Linked DNA regions of Mus musculus: region 2 is linked to region 1. A link is a contact called in public HiChIP or PLAC-seq data. All regions are on one chromosome and are shown on one strand. The core of a region is the stretch at or near the end of the contact, and the rest is flanking DNA. Distances in the headings are between cores, read along the strand shown.

What was found. HiChIP or PLAC-seq counts read pairs in DNA pulled down with a chosen protein or histone mark.
Region 2: an H3K4me3 HiChIP or PLAC-seq map of embryonic forebrain shows a contact between it and region 1, with 2.1 times the contacts expected there. The contact joins the enhancer-like site here to the promoter of Armc2 in region 1. A contact is called at or near these places in 5 of 39 promoter capture datasets (embryonic stem cells, hippocampal neurons, liver and 1 more), 3 of 484 Hi-C or Micro-C datasets (the G1E-ER4 cell line, bone marrow-derived macrophages and pre-B cells), 9 of 115 datasets of contacts at active chromatin or transcription factors (astrocytes, embryonic forebrain, embryonic hindbrain and 4 more) and 2 of 9 other capture datasets (embryonic stem cells and liver).

Annotation. Positions count from the first base shown.
Region 1 is chr10:42,016,873-42,020,260 of GRCm38.p6, reverse strand. It overlaps Armc2 (armadillo repeat containing 2), which reads left to right and starts at 1,879. Exons shown (of 18, transcript NM_001034858.3): 1 at 1,879-2,068. 1700016J18Rik (a long non-coding RNA gene) reads right to left here and starts at 2,107. Exons shown (of 3, transcript XR_871596.3): 1 at 2,000-2,107; 2 at 1,349-1,653.
Region 2 is chr10:42,629,605-42,632,992 of GRCm38.p6, reverse strand. No RefSeq gene overlaps it. Among named protein-coding and RNA genes, the nearest start is that of Gm38491, 48 kb to the right of the region's middle. Within about 2 kb of position 1,867, at least 17 of the 459 cell types and tissues checked have an H3K27ac peak or open chromatin away from gene starts, as enhancers often do. A contact at or near this core is called in embryonic forebrain, where this site is marked.

The DNA of each region.
Region 1 (3,388 bases), core at 630-3,129:
TCTGTGTAGAATTTTGGAGGAACATCCAAATCAGCCACATAGGCCTCTGTGTAGTAAGTAGCCTAAATATTTTCCCATAGACTGTTCTACAGTAAACTAAGGTATATGCCATTTATCTCTTCAAGTAATTATTTCCTATAACTCTGTCTCTGTCATTCTTTTCGGTTCTTCTAGCCTGCTTGGCTGACATCTGGCCTGCTGGGTTGACTGGCTTCATATTTCAATGGTTTGCTTACAAGGTCTAGTTTAGATGAACATTTTAGACACAAGACCATAGATAACAATTGTTGGTAAAAAAACAAACAAACAAACAGATTTGGTTTTGATGTCTTGTTTTGTCTTCTGAGACAGGGTCTCACTGTGCAGCTCAGGCTAGTTTGGAACTTAAGGTAATCCTCCTGTCTAAGTTTCTCACATGCTGGGATTATAGGTCCAAGCCATGTCTGTTTTACAGGTTTGTAAGCTCATGTTTCAGTGGAGATGAGACTTTTAGACTTAGAAGCCAGCTACTGCAACGTTTGGGAAGGCTCACTGTGGACCGCAAATCTGGGGTGAGAAGAAGATGTAAAGCTGAATTTCTATTGGCTATCGATATACTCATTTTTCACCCACCATCATTCAGAAAGATGTTGAGGTTGAGTTAATATCAGATTACCAGTCATTTAATAACAAAACATTTGGAGAAGTCTGACTCTCCATGAAGGGTCAGATAGACACCTGTATTTATAAACAGCCACCAAGAGACCCAAATGGACTTGTATTTTATCATATCTCACAAACTATGAGATCAAAATGCTAGTTATGCTTTCTATACAACAGGCAATGTCCTTTTGCACAGTTGAGTCTGGTGACACACAAATGGGACTTCATAGGATAGATCCTGTTCCCAGTGAAAAATAATATTTAGTTTGGGATCCTAAACTTCATCAATGATTGAGTTTTCTTTGTCTGTGATGTGGGAAATCTTGTTAAGCACTTGGAAAACCTTTACTCAGTGTTCCAGGTGTCATTTCTCATCAAAGGTATTAACTGTGCAAAATAGATACAATTTAGTTATTCTTTACAAGACCCTTGGCACCATGGAATACGGCATTTTCCCAGTGTTGACAACACTTGCTGATAATCCCTATGTTTATATACCGTAGTGTAAATTTAGAGCTTATGCCTCGCTTGTATTTCACAAGTGTTACCCAATGATCCAGTGTAGACGCAAACAGAGTTTGAATTAGAAACATATACACAGGACTCTTTTTTTTTTCTTCCCCTGTTGGGTTGTAGTGATTCAGTAAGAACACACAGCGACTAGCCATAGCAACCCAAGACTTAAATCGCTCCTTCCTGATCTCACCTTGGGTCCCTAGTTGCTCTGTTGTGAGCTCGCTCTACAAACGGTTGAGTGCTGCCCAAATGCAAGGAGTTAATGATATCCAACAGGTTAACATTCACTGCTACATTCACAGCTCTTCACATTTATTTTGCTACGGCCCACGATTCAGCTATTCACACACAGGGATAGCACTCTCTGCCTGAAGCATAAGAGATGAGATGCTAAGGAACCGTTCCAGGTGGACGTTGACGTCTATAATCAATAACCGACTCTTTCCCAAAACACTACATTGTTCCTCTGCCAGTTGTTTAACAGTCTTGGAGATCCTACGGGGAGAAACAAACATGGTTGAACATATTGCTAATGTAAAAGAAGACTCCCCTCCACCCATTCTTGCCTTTCCCCTGTGGGTATGCTCCTGCCCGCGCTCCCGCACGGGCCCTCGCCACGCCTCGACGCTGCTACGCGTGCGTGGCTAGAGGGATTGGCGCAGGCTCAGTGGCGGAGAGTGGAGCAGGGCCGCCCCGCCCCGCCCCGCCCCGCCCCGCCCCTCCTCCTGGTCCCTGCTGCCCTGCGAGAGCGGGAAGGCCGTCACACTCCGCCGGGGTCTAAGTGTCTAGCGCTTGTCACAGGTGTTTTGAGTCGAGCCCGGATTCCCCAACCAGCACCTACTCCAGCGCATCCCGCTTCGCTCTGCGGCGTCCTGGATCTGTAGGCTGACCGCTCGGCCTGCAGCGAAAGGTGGTTTGTGTACGGTTACCATGGAGATGCTAGCCAGCAGGGCAAAGGCGGTGCGCGGGAGGGCGGGAGGGCGAGGTGAGGATGCTGAGGCGCTCGGCCCTAACCTGGACCGGTGAAGGAGCGGGCTTTTCCGGGAGTGGGAGAGCAGCTGTGCGTGCGGGAGGTGAGGAGTCCCCTGCAGGTTCACCAGGGACCCCTCCTGCAGTCTCTCTTCTGTTCCCAGATAGGGTCGAGGGGTGCTGCTGCATACTCTCGGGGTCTGCACAGGAGTCAGCTTCTGTAACTGTGAGCATTTAGTCAGTTGCCTGGTATTTAACAGGAGTAACCAGTAACACTGGTTGAATGAGAGAGTGATAGACTAAGGGACTCTGTGGAGGCAGGCCACAAGAACAAACTAGGATTTTCCTAGGTAACAAATGACTCCTCAATAAAGTGTATGTGGAACAATATTAATTACACCGTATGTATACAGAATGCCCCTTACAACCCATGCCACAAGTATTACCGCAGGTTCTTCCATCCCGACATCATATTCTTTTCGTTTGGTAGAAAATAAGTCACACTATATGTATCCCATTTTTGTAAATCCCTAAGGTTTTGACTAGCAGTTTGCATAGATTTGGGATAACTGACATTCAGATAAAAACGCTGGGTTTTTTTGTTTGTTTGTTTTTATTTTGTTTTTAAATCAAGGATGGTATTCTCTAGTTGAAAATTTAAATTTATGATATGCATGAAAACATTGGACAGATAGTCTCTTTTGTGACTTCTCTTGTTGGTGAGTATTTTCATTCTAGGAAGATCTTTCTTGACCAGCCAGCACTTGGACAGTACTTCTTAGTATTGTAAGAGCTAGCTAGCATCGTGCTAAAGCATTTGGACATTTCATGCAATGCTGAAAGCTGCCCTGAGAGTTGGTCATTATCCATGCTTTTTTAACAGAAGAGAACTCGGGTATAGAGATGTCTAATGCCCTTCAAGGTCACAGAGCTGCAGATCCTCGGGGGACTTAACACTTGCTCTGACATCTAAGCACTTTTCTTGCACCTGTTTGGATGCTCATTTAATGCCAAAGTAATTCAGTCATGGAAAGAGCCCTGAGTGTTTGATTTGCTGGGGAAAGAGGGTGCACCAGCAAACCCTATGTCGGCAATGTTGATGGGCAATGTTGTCTTTAACATGAAGGAGGTGGCTCTGGTGGCTGTTGGTAGCAAACAGTAGAGATAGGGGTTTTTAAAGATATATTTATTCTTGTTTTATGTGTATGAATGTTTGCCTGTGTGTATGTGTGTGTACAGTGTGCCTGTAATGCCCTCTGAG
Region 2 (3,388 bases), core at 618-3,117, 610 kb before region 1:
TCCCTCGCCAGCCACCCCTGGGCCTCCCCATACAGAATAAAGTCAGTCTGTATTTAATGGTCATGGCGGATGTGAGGGGGATTTGGCAGAAGCAGAGGAGAGGCCTTTCGCTCTCAAACATCTCTCCTGACGTCGTGTGAGTCTACCAACCCACCACGACCCCATATTCTTCTGCGGGTGTCTGACTCGAATGACAAGCGAGCTGATTTTTTCAGTACATAGCTGGGAAATGTACTGAGTGATAATAGAGATTTCTCTTTCATTTTTTACGCTTGACTTGGTTATTGTTGCTTTTCTTTTCCCGTGATTCCTTCTGAGGATTAGCTCTGACTTCCCCACTATTGGCGGTCAAAGTGGCCCCGACTCGGGATGACAATTGACGGGGATCAAGGGATTGCCCATTCTGTGCCTGTAAGAACGGATTCGCCAGAGAAACTCATCAAGTGGAGTCGGAGAATAAAGACCGTTCGGGGGTAAATGTATTCATTGAGAAGGGCTCTCCCAAATTGCTTCTAAGTTTTTTTAATGAAAAGTAACGATTGCAGCAATCAGCGGCTTTTTGGCGGATTACAAATCTGGAGGGAGCTGCGGCGCTGCATTGAAAAGTACCCCCGCCTTCGCACGGGGCAGGCAGTTCACAGGAGCGGCCGGAGGGGCGGGGGTCCGGTTGCAAGACAAAGGCGAAGAGTGTGGGGCGGCGCGGAGGCGGGGTGGGGGGGGACTCGGGGCGCTAGGGAGCTCCCCAGAGGAGCGGGGCGCCGAGGTGTCCCGCCAGAGCAGGCGAGGGACTGAGCCCCCACAGTCTTAAACCAGGATCAGGGAGCAGGAGAGGGTGGCTAGGGAGACCCACCGCGGCACCACCACTTTTGGGTGATTTCAGGCCTGTGGAACCCAGAAGGTATTTTGAGGAGCCAGGTCATCTCAGAGATAGGGGCACGGGAGGGAGGACACAACTGAGGTACCACCTAGCCACCCTAACCCTCACCCCTGGCCTTTGCACGCACCGACAGTTTGTTCTAAGCATGCCACATTTTTGCACAGTGGGAACGCGCTCTTCCACACTCAGGGGTCTTCTCTGGGTAAGGCAGAGAGAAGGAGGGAAAGCGGCGTCCTCCTTCCCCTGGACAGCAACAAAATATCTCCAGGCCGCATCGGACCGAGCCAAACGCTTCTAAAGGGCGCGCGCAAACGCCCTCTGCCATTGCGGGAGTCCACCCACGGGCAAAGCATTTCCCACAGAGCATTAGCAAACACCTTCCCCCTCGCCCTCCCTGAGCCCCACAACGGAGGATGTCGCCCCAGAAAAAAAAAAACGAGAAAGGAGCACAAACAGGGGTGCGAGAACAACCCGCTGTTCCCATAGCCTCGTGGGATCTGCTAAAATGAAAATTCAGGTATTTTTTAAAATAAAATATCTCAGTCGAGGGGTGGAAGGTATGTTTATCATTCCAGCTTTTTAAAAAACAAAAAACAAAAACAACAACAACATCAAAAAATCCAACTCTCTGGAGGAGAGAAGCAGCGAGCCTGGGGGGGGGGGGCGCAGGAGGAAGAGGGCCCCTCTCCTGGGCCCTCCTCAAGTGCAAGAAGAAACCCAGCAAGGCAGGTCCGCACTGATGGTTTAACTTTTTTCTTTGCAGCTTGTCAATGCGACCATTGCTTTGATGGGACGCTTCTCAAGGTACACATTTCTGAACTTCACCCTCTTTTCAAACTAACTCCCTACCTCCTTGTTAGTGGCCAGCTCTGAACTTCTGCAGAGTGTTTTTGTGTGAGTCGGGGCTCATTCACGCTGCCTTTGTAGGCCCCTTCTCTTTCAGGCCTCGGCGTGTTACACCAATTAAAGGGCGACGTGCTGTAAATGTAATGGGCCGCGCTGCGATTGTTCCTGACAGGCAACAAAACACGTAGATCCACCCCTTAGATTAGGCCGCTGAAGGGGAGGTTGAGGCCGGTCAGTTTACTGAATAGTTTGTGAACTGTAATTCTGAGGGCTCGTGTGAAAAAAAAAAAATGCTCCTACCCACCTCCCTAGACTCTCTTCTCCCCAGCAGCTCGAAGAAAGAAAGGAACAAGAAGAAAAAGTGACATCCATGGGGCAGAATGGGGTCACTAGAGGGAAAAAAAAAACCCGCATGAGGGGCTTGTTCTGACACTTGGGCAATCCAAAGAGAGCCCGCAGCTCTTCCCCTCCCCCACTCTCTGAAAGCATCCCTCCTGGCCTTCCCCACTGCTGGCCACTCCAGCCTTCTCCCCTGCAGTGGGTACTTGAAGTCAGGCTAGAAGTGAGGTCAGATTGTCCTGTAATATTGCAGAGGGATTTGACCTGGCCTTGGTAGGCCACCAATGCCTCCCTGGACGGCACTGAACCTTTAGCCCTTGGCTTCTAGTCCCCCCCAACACACACACACACACAACACCCCACACACACATCCAGGTTCTGAAGAGCCCCTATCTGCCCACCCTAGCAGCTGCCTGGGCTATCTCCTAGGAGTTCCTCCTCTCTAGGTGTGCTGCTCTCTAAGCACCTGAACTTCAAGGAATAAAGTATTTCACAAATTCTGAAGCCCAGAGAAGCAACTTGAGCCAGGTTCCCAAGGAAAATCTCTTCACTCCAGCAGATCATGTCCTCCCAGTTTCTGGGACTGTCTGTCTGTCTGTCTGTTTTTCTGTCTGTTTTTCTGTCTGTCTCTTCTAATTAAGAAAAATGTTTTTGTTACACATATGTATCAGTTTGTGTGTGTGTGTGTGTGTGTGTGTGTGTGTGTGCGCGCGCACTTGTAAGAGTGTATGTGTAGGTCAGAGGACAACTTGCAGGAGTCGGCTCTCTCCTCCCACCAATCAGACCTAGGGATCAAACTCTGGGTTGTCAGGCCTGGCAGCAAGTGCATCTACCCATTGAGCTTCCCTGCAGGCTCCTGTTCTTTATTGCCCTAGGTAAGCTCAGCTCTAAGGGCTTAGAAGGGTTCCTGCACACCGGGGAGTCAGTTCTCTCCTTCCACCACGAAGGTCCTAGGGACTGGAACTCCAGTTGTCAGGCATCCCTACCCACTGAGCAATCTAATCTTACCAGCCCATTTCCCCATTCCTACGAAACTTCCCCAGCTACTCCTCGAAGCGCATCCCCAACTCTTGTCTGTCAATTTCCACCCTAACTCCACTGCCCTGCTTTCCCAAGAGACACTTTCCTGAAGCCATCCCAGGGTGCAGAGACCCCAAGAAGAGACATGTAGAGAAACCAAGCAAAGCCTAGGGTAGGTAGAGCCGAGGCAGGCTGGTGAGAGGGCAAAGGACAGACTCAGGACAGGCTGTGGAGCTAGGCAAGGATGCTGGGTAGTACTTGCCGCAATAAAGAGCTGTTTGTCCCTTGCTGTTCTGGAAAGCAGTG